Regions from separate parts of the Gossypium hirsutum genome. Here all the other regions are linked to region 3. The links are chromatin contacts, called in public Hi-C maps. All regions are on one chromosome and are shown on one strand. The core of a region is the stretch at or near the end of the contact, and the rest is flanking DNA. Distances in the headings are between cores, read along the strand shown.

Region 1 (2,700 bases), core at 106-2,605, 600 kb after region 3:
AATGTTTTTTTTTACATGAAAACTAGATTCTCCATTTAAAGTACTTTTTAAAGTGACTTCTGGAGCCAAATCATATTAATATGTGCTTTTAAAAATAATACTACTGATTAATTTACCCTTTTTTATTTTATTTTAAATATATAATATTATTTATTTTATTTAAAAATAAGAGTGTTAATAAGAAATTGGTGCTGTCAATCTACTCAAGTCTCAATTCCGTAATTACCGAATCGAGTTTATGCTATTACTCTAGTCGAAGAGCTTAACAATATTCAACTCGAAAAACTTTCAAGCTTTATCGAGTTTTTTCAATATATATTTTATATTATTAACTTACATTAGTACTCTTAATGTATATAATTAACCCTAAGCTTAATTATCAAGTCGACCTTGAGTTCGAGCTTAAATATGAATGAGCTTAATCAAGCTTGAATACAAAATTTAATAAACGAGCTTAACTGAGCTTAGGTTAAGTATCTTGATTATATCTTGAGCTGAGCTCAAACTTAAAAATAATTACATAATTGAGTTTGAGTCTAGTATCGTACATAGAATTTCAAGTTGAGCTCGAATTTAATAGTGTTTGAGTTTAACTTGACTCCATTATACTTCTATTTAAAATATGAATTATATATTTACAATTTATATTAATTGTTTAAAAAATATTTTAAATTTACATTTTATTTATCATAATTTTAACTAATTTAATTATTCAAATTAGCTTAGTTTATACCTTTCAGCATCATCTTGGAAGCAAAGTTAAACATTTAATTAGAAAATCACATTTTTTTTTTCCAACCCAAATTTCACGGCACTTTACAAAAACAGTTTTTCTAGCACCTTAAATATTAAACTAGTAGGAAACGTGAGAGATGGACTAATGGGCATGGCACTTCAGGTTAGGGTTGAAATATGGTTTGAGTTTTGGATTTTTAATTTTTTCATTATATTTAGGTTCGGTTATTCATATTAATTTTGAATTTTAGATTTTTTTTACAAAATAAACTTTAATTTATGGTTTTTAAAGTTTCAAATTTTTGTCTAATAAATAAATAATTTTCAAGTTATTTTGATTCTTTTAAATATGAAATATTATAATTTAAAATGAATTATAATAATAAATAAAAAAAAAAGAATTCGATTTGATTTAATTAACTAGTATTTCATAAAATTTCAAAATAGTGTTTCTCGGTTATTCTTTCTTAACTAGGCGCCTTACCCTACAACTTCAGTCCATTTAACATGGGCTTGGGCCTATTTTGGGAATCTACGGTTGGAAATATACTCTTCAACGTTCCTTATCTCATCTTTTATTAGTTTAAAATTTAAAACAAATGGTTTCTTCTTCTTATTATTATTATTATTATTTTTGTTTGGTTAAGTAAGTTCTCTCCTTTTCCGTCTGACCTATGTGACAGTGCATGTTTATTTTTTTTAAAAAAAAACTCCTCTTTTTATCAGTTCAGTAGCCAAGGAAATGCAAGAATGAGCCTTTAAGGCTATCACTTATACCCTCCAATGCCTCGCAATTCAAATATCACTTCTATTTTTCGCCGTTTTTGAATATCGCAGCCTCTGCACTTCCCCATTTTCTTTTGCCTTTTCCTTCGCATGATCTACAATTGCAACTTTGTTGATTGCTTTTGACCTTTGAAGCCTCACCACTCTCTCTTTACCCCTTGCATTAACAGTCTCCCAGGTTTGTTCTCCAAATGCAGCTTCTTTTTCCTTCTTCTTAATGACGACTGAACATGTTGGAGCTGGGTTTTTTGGATTTGGATTTTCTTTTAAAGAGTGGGTTTAAGAAACTACAATTTTTTTTTCAATTCTGAGATGTTTTATATATAGTTGGTGTTTAAGGAACACATCTCTATCTCATTATCACATAATGAAGGCTTGTTTGCTTACTGGTTTTAAGATAGAAAAGAGTTGTTTATGAATGTAAAAGGGATTATTGGATTTTCTTTTATTTGGTAGTTGGTACACACTTTTTGCTTTGAACCACAAAAGAGTAAAAAGAAAAGAACAGATAAAGCATGGAATCTTTCATAAACCACGAATTTCTTTTTCCTTTATGGTAAAGCAAAAGATATTTTTATTTTAGTTTTATTTATTGGGTTAAACTTAAATCTTTTGATGGCAAATAGTAAACGTTTTTGGTTGGGCAGAGAGAGAGAGAGAGAGATAAAGAAGAAGGGAAAATGATGACGATGAAGAAAAGACTGGCATGCTGCACGCGCGACAGAGAGATTAGCCTCGATTTTGATGAGCAAGATAATAGTAAGTTAATTATTACTTTTAATTAATAATTAAATTAATACACCTATTTCCTTTTTAAGATTTGAACCTTTTCATTGTAATGGTAGTAGGCTGGATGGATTGAAAAAAAACGTAGTATTAGGCTATTAGCACTATTCTATGATGAAAATTTCCGTGATTGTTGCCATATTGCCATGTGATTCTAGTCTTTTGTTTTTGAATTTTTTTCTTCTTAATTTTGTTTTATTATCCAACATGAGAAAATATAATATGTGTACCTAACACATTAGACTTCAGCTATCTATCTATTTTTATAGATATTTAAAATTGAACTACAGTGACTTTGTGATTGACCTGAGAGGCTGGGGATTGTGGTGGGAATGAACTGAGAGGATGGGGAAGGGCCCATAAAGTGTGGTAACTGGAGGACACCCTATGTTT
Region 2 (2,700 bases), core at 53-2,552, 520 kb after region 3:
AATATTAGTTGAAAAAGTTTGATTTTTCAGAAAAGTACAGGTCTATCCAGAATTTTGTTTTACAATTTAAAAAAATTAAAAGAATTTAATACAATATTGGAGATGGGGTTAAGGTGACATGGTTTGAACATGTGTCAAACGAATATTTAGAAAATTTTTTAACCATCGCTCTATATAAGGCAAAAAAATAATTTTAGTAAAATTTGTAAATGCATACACAAAAACAATATTTTCAATATTTTTGAATTTATAATAAATTTTTTTATTTACAAAAGATTTTTTATCGTTTAAAAAAAACTTTTGGAAAAATTGAAATTTTGTTAAAAATGATTGAAAATTGAAATTTTGCATTATTATAAATTGATTTCAAAGAATTTTGTGTAAGATTTTTCTTTTGGTAATGTTTTGAAATCTTTATTTTATTATGAGCAGGCATTAATAGGAAGAGCCTATGTAATTTTTATTTCTTGATGTAGATATATGTTATACTTTTATTACTTGTTTATTGTTATCTCATTAGTTTTAACAACATCAACAAACCAAAATTAATGATTTAACTAAAATTTATAAACCAATTTTTTTTATAAAGTAAAAAGACTGTATGAAATTAAGCAAATATATTAATTAGAAAAAAAGTAAGTAACACGTGTCATTATGTTATTGGAAAGAAGAAGAATAAATTGAACAGCAAAGACACGGATCGCAAAAAACCGAGGTCATTTTATTTTTCAAATTTCCTTTATCTTTACCACACAAATACTCCACGTTGCATCTGTAAACTACTCGCACGTGCTCTTACTGTATCAATGGCATCTCTTTTATCTCACTCCAATCCAATCTACGCCTCTTTTAACAGTCACTTCGTCACTGTTCTTTTCATTAAAAATTAACTATTTTACCAAATACTATTTAAGTTTTTCTTTTTCAGTCCATTTCCTCAAACAAATAAATATTCTGTTACTTAAAATTTAAAAAAAGTGAAAAAAGTTGGATAATTTAATTAATCCTCAACACCAGCGGTGCTTAGTAATATCAGTTAATCAGATTCAACTACCAATTTACTTTTAAAATCTTAAGCTTTAAATAATAAATGTAAGTAAATTCCATGTTTAGTAGTGTTATTTAAATTCGAAAACATTTGAAATAAGGAACTTTAAAAAAAATCACATGCTTTGTGCTTTTCAAGTTTGCAGTGGAGACGGTGGACTTTTTTCTCTTGTTTGCTCACAAAACAGGAGTGACTGTGTTGGACACGTGGAGAGAAGGAACTGGTCTGTTGTGATTATAAATAACGGGCAAATAAGGGAAGATCAAGCTCAGCGATAGGGTTATAGAAATAGTAATAGTTATAGATGGTAAGGAGGAGCCCTTTTCCCAAAACCAACCATTTCGGTGAAGGGAAAAGGGGCTGGAGATTGATTCAGTTACCGGCGGTCTCTAATTCGCTTGGTGCAGGTCGGGAACTAATTAGCTGTCCCTTAATATTGGATTGATTTTGATTTTGATTTAAGCCAGATGGCTGGGCGTGATTGGAGGAAGCGCGAATCGGATCCCGCCTTGCATCAACTGAATCGGAGACCGCGGTGAAGGTTGCGTGGATCTTTCCTTTTTGTTCACTTTTAGGCTTATGATTCAGATCTCAGGTTGGGATTTTATTTTCCTTCTTGCTTGTTTTTGGTAGCTTTTTTAAAAAAAAAATTATTATGACTATTGATTTGTTTTATTATTATGGAAACTACAGATTTGCTTCTGAATCATTAGATTTGGGATTTTTTTTTGTTTTAAATATATAAATTGTTTTTTTTTGGTTATCTTTCTTTCGACGATTCAAACGTCAAGAAGAAAAGGGATTTACAAAATTGTTAATTGCTCAAACTTCACTTAGTTTAAAAAAATTATGGCGTTGTTGTAGTAAAATAAATGCATTACTTCATTGTAAATGTTTTGTTTAAATCTAGGAATTACTATGATAATATACATTGGAATTAGTCAATTCCTATTTCTTGTTAATTAAGAGTAACCTCCTATGAGTTCACTGCAGATTTATTTTAGTAGTTGGTTTGATTTAAGATAACTATTCAATCTAATGTTTGTAATGATTGATTTTGATTGGATAGTAACACCGTAATGTTAGTTGTGCAAACATTTTTTGTGATATCTTAATCTTATGTGTTGGGTAGTTTTCGTACTTCTCAAATGCTTCGTACAAGAGATACAATTAAATCCCATAACTTTATAAATCGTGTTATTCCACTGTATGAGTAGAATAAAGAAGTTTAGTCCTTGTTTTAACAAGTTCTAATATTTTGTTTATTTGATTATTGGACGTTCTGTCAGCGTAAAGATAGATTCTAAGTTCTATCTTCTTTTTTGTTTCAACTTACGGTATCCTTAGGAGCCTTTTGGGGGGATAAATCTCAGTTGTCAGTGTAAATCTAGATATTCATTCAGTATTTGATAAATTAGTTTCAACTTTCTAGCCCAAAAGAGATAATTAAGTTTCTTTATTGTGTTTCTTGTTAACATATTTAGTCCGTGTAGGGTCTAAACTGATGTCTATCATCGACTCCTTCCTCGTTTTCAAACATCTGTCTATATTTATTTATTTCTGGATCCTAATTTGCTGCATCTGGTTTGTTGTTTATAATTCATTTAAAGGCTCAGAGGTTCCTTTGTAAGATATTGAGACATCCTGAATTT
Region 3 (2,862 bases), core at 136-2,635:
CTGATCTGGGGGGAGTGGGATATAGAAAGGGGTATATTTCCAGCTGTCCACCCATTTTCTACAACTAGTTTGTCTCCAATCTCCTTCATATCTATCCCTTAAAAACCCTTAAAAATTCTAGATTCTGATCTACTCTACCCAATCAAATTAACCCACTTGTAGCTCCATTGGAAAATTCGTTACTTGGACCTTTTTCTGCTGACCAGGAATTCTAGAAATATTGAAAGGAAGGAAGAAAACAATAAAAGAAAATGAAGGTTTTTCGTTTATGATTAGGAAAATGATACTGTCTAAGAAGCCGCCTTCTAATCCGGGATTAAAGTTAATAAAATTTTTGGATTAATTATTAGGCTTCCTCCGGTACATACCTTAAAAAATAGAAAAAATGTTAATTTTTAAAAAGGTCAAAAATACATTTGTAGCTAAAAAAATTGCAATTATAGAAGGTGTTCCCCGGTCGGGTCCACTTAAATACAGTTGTACAAGCAGTAGTAGTAGTGGCCTAATTTTGTGTTAACATGGCTGGCATAGGCAATCCACATAACTGGTGGCATCAATATAATCAATACACATGCAGTGCAACACCTTACCAGGAAAACGCCAGCAAAATTGCAGTAAGAGTTGGTTTTTTAGGCTTTCTTGTGTTTGCACTCCACCAGTAACTTGCACAGAGTAGTACGTTCCCTATGATTTGAGCGGTGCAGAGAGAGACTGATGCAGCCACACCCAGTTCAAAGGCATCACTCTTTCCAGGCAAGAAACACATCTTTCCATCCAACTTCAAATCAACCTTCTGGAGAATTAAACCAATTAAAAACCCTTATCAACTAATAATAGCAAGGAATGAATTAATTTATATACATACCTTGGATCTCTTTGCCTCAGCAACCAGACATGCGGCGAAGGAGACAAGGCCGAGGGAGGCAAGGACAGAGAACGTTAAGACGCAACCAAGTGGATGTTTTCCCATATCGCAGGTGGCCGCTTTGTGTTGGGAAGTTGGAAGTTAGTGAAGAGAAGAGGTGGTGGCGGTGATCAAATATCCAGCTCCTGTTTCTGTGCGGTGGGGTGGGGGTGGGAGCGAGCTTTCTTGGGGTTCTTACAAACAATTGTTTCATTGACATTGCTTGTAAGGAGAGAAACCATGCATGTCTCTGTCGCTGTCCCTGTCCCTAGTTGGAAGTTGTTTAGATTATATGGGAAGTTTTTGGATGGGTGAAATCTGAACCAACACTTTCTTATTAAATTCCACCACCTCAAGAGTGAGCATTAAGTTACCACCGAGTATAACTGGCACTTTCTTCTCCTCTCTTTTTCTTGCTATATTCCGCAATGGCGAATTGGCTGTTAGACTTTGATTTATTTTAAATGGGCATTGTAAGTAGAATAGAATAAATGAATGATAATATATATAATAGCATCTTATTTGATAATAATTCCTAAGCTCATATTTTTTAATAAAATTATTTTAGAAAGTATAATTATATAGTGATCGTGGAATAAAAGAAAATTCTGTAACATGTAATTCATTTTTTAATATAATTAAAACACTATGATGGGTAAATAGAATAATAATCGTTTTGAAAATCTAGACTATTTTAAATAATTGATTATTTCTATTTAAATTTTAAATTTTTTATATTTATAAATCATCCGGGAGCTCGCCTTGGAAATTAAGGACCTCTACCTTAAGAACGGGCCTCTTAGCCTAGCTAAGATAATATTGAGTTGATTAACTATTAATAAACATTAAAAATGATTTCTTAAAGTAGGGAATGTTTTTATCTTTTCATATTCTATATAAAATTTATAAAATACAATTTAGACTGAATAAAAAAAAAAAACTCACAATAATACAATTTAACCATGACACTAAAATTTTCAAAACCTTAGACTTTATTATATTTTTATAGGGATAAATATTAAAATTATATATGAACTATAATTTAATTGTAATTGTATACTTGAATTTTGATTTTGTGTAATTTTAACATAAAATTTTGATTTGATTCAATTCTTGTAAATTATTAACACAATTATGGATATAACATCGTTTTTTGTTTATATACCGCATGCATAAATAATTATAGTTATTTAATATAAAAATAAATTAATGAATTTATTTCTTTAAATGTGTATGATTTAATCAAAATTAAAATTTTAAGCATAAACATTTTATCCATTGCCTTTCTCGCCTTTCTCCATTTTTATCCATTGCGTTTTTCCTTTTTATCTCATCTAAAGCATAAACATTTTACTTGAAAAACCTTAAATAAAAATAAGAAATAACAATCCATAACCTAAATCCCCATAAACCACACACTAACGATCATTTACTTCAAAACCAAATGCAATAAAATCCGACATTCACTCATTATACTTAAAGTGTTCAATACTAAATGAAAATTTAAGTGTAAGGCATAGAAAGATATTTACCATAAGTTTGCCCAAATACAAACATGGCTGATGAATGTACATGTTACTCAATTTGTCATAATTCTATATTATTATTAGCTAGTTGATGGAGTTTTTTTCTTTTTTTTTTTGTTTACGGATTTAAGAGTAAAACCCTATGAGACTAGTAGTCTTGAAAATACGATCACATTGCGAGTTACCATATCCTTAACAGGAACATGTTTAATAGGAATTTATAAGGGTTGGGTGCAAACATCAATAAGAGGATACATTCCTTAACCCAATTACCCTTATAAAAATCTACATTCATGCCATTCCTTACATTCTAGATAAAACCATCACAAATCCTACGCCAAATACCACAAATTCTTTTCCATAACCATGACACATTACCCATATATAAGGATGTAGGTAGATTTCCCCTCAATTTATATTTGGTTCTGAAAA

The links. Hi-C and Micro-C count contacts between places; a contact is called where the count stands out from the background.
Region 1: a contact with region 3 is called in a Hi-C map of leaf, with 3 times the contacts expected there. The contact joins the promoter of LOC107930096 here to the promoter of LOC107929409 in region 3. A contact is called at or near these places in 4 of 34 Hi-C or Micro-C datasets (anther and leaf).
Region 2: a contact with region 3 is called in a Hi-C map of leaf, with 4 times the contacts expected there. The contact joins the enhancer-like site here to the promoter of LOC107929409 in region 3. A contact is called at or near these places in 7 of 34 Hi-C or Micro-C datasets (anther, hypocotyl, leaf and 1 more).

What each region holds. Positions count from the first base shown.
Region 1 is chrA08:109,371,755-109,374,454 of Gossypium_hirsutum_v2.1, reverse strand. It overlaps LOC107930096 (rop guanine nucleotide exchange factor 14), which reads left to right and starts at 1,355. Exons shown (of 8, transcript XM_041074382.1): 1 at 1,355-1,699; 2 at 2,171-2,280. The coding sequence starts at 2,202.
Region 2 is chrA08:109,448,308-109,451,007 of Gossypium_hirsutum_v2.1, reverse strand. No RefSeq gene overlaps it. Among protein-coding and RNA genes, the nearest start is that of LOC107930084, 4.6 kb to the right of the region's middle. Within about 2 kb of position 1,302, at least 9 of the 9 cell types and tissues checked have an H3K27ac peak or open chromatin away from gene starts, as enhancers often do. A contact at or near this core is called in hypocotyl and leaf, where this site is marked.
Region 3 is chrA08:109,967,804-109,970,665 of Gossypium_hirsutum_v2.1, reverse strand. LOC107929409 (protein MODIFYING WALL LIGNIN-2) reads right to left here and starts at 1,385. Exons shown (of 3, transcript XM_016860822.2): 1 at 866-1,385; 2 at 591-790. The coding sequence starts at 970.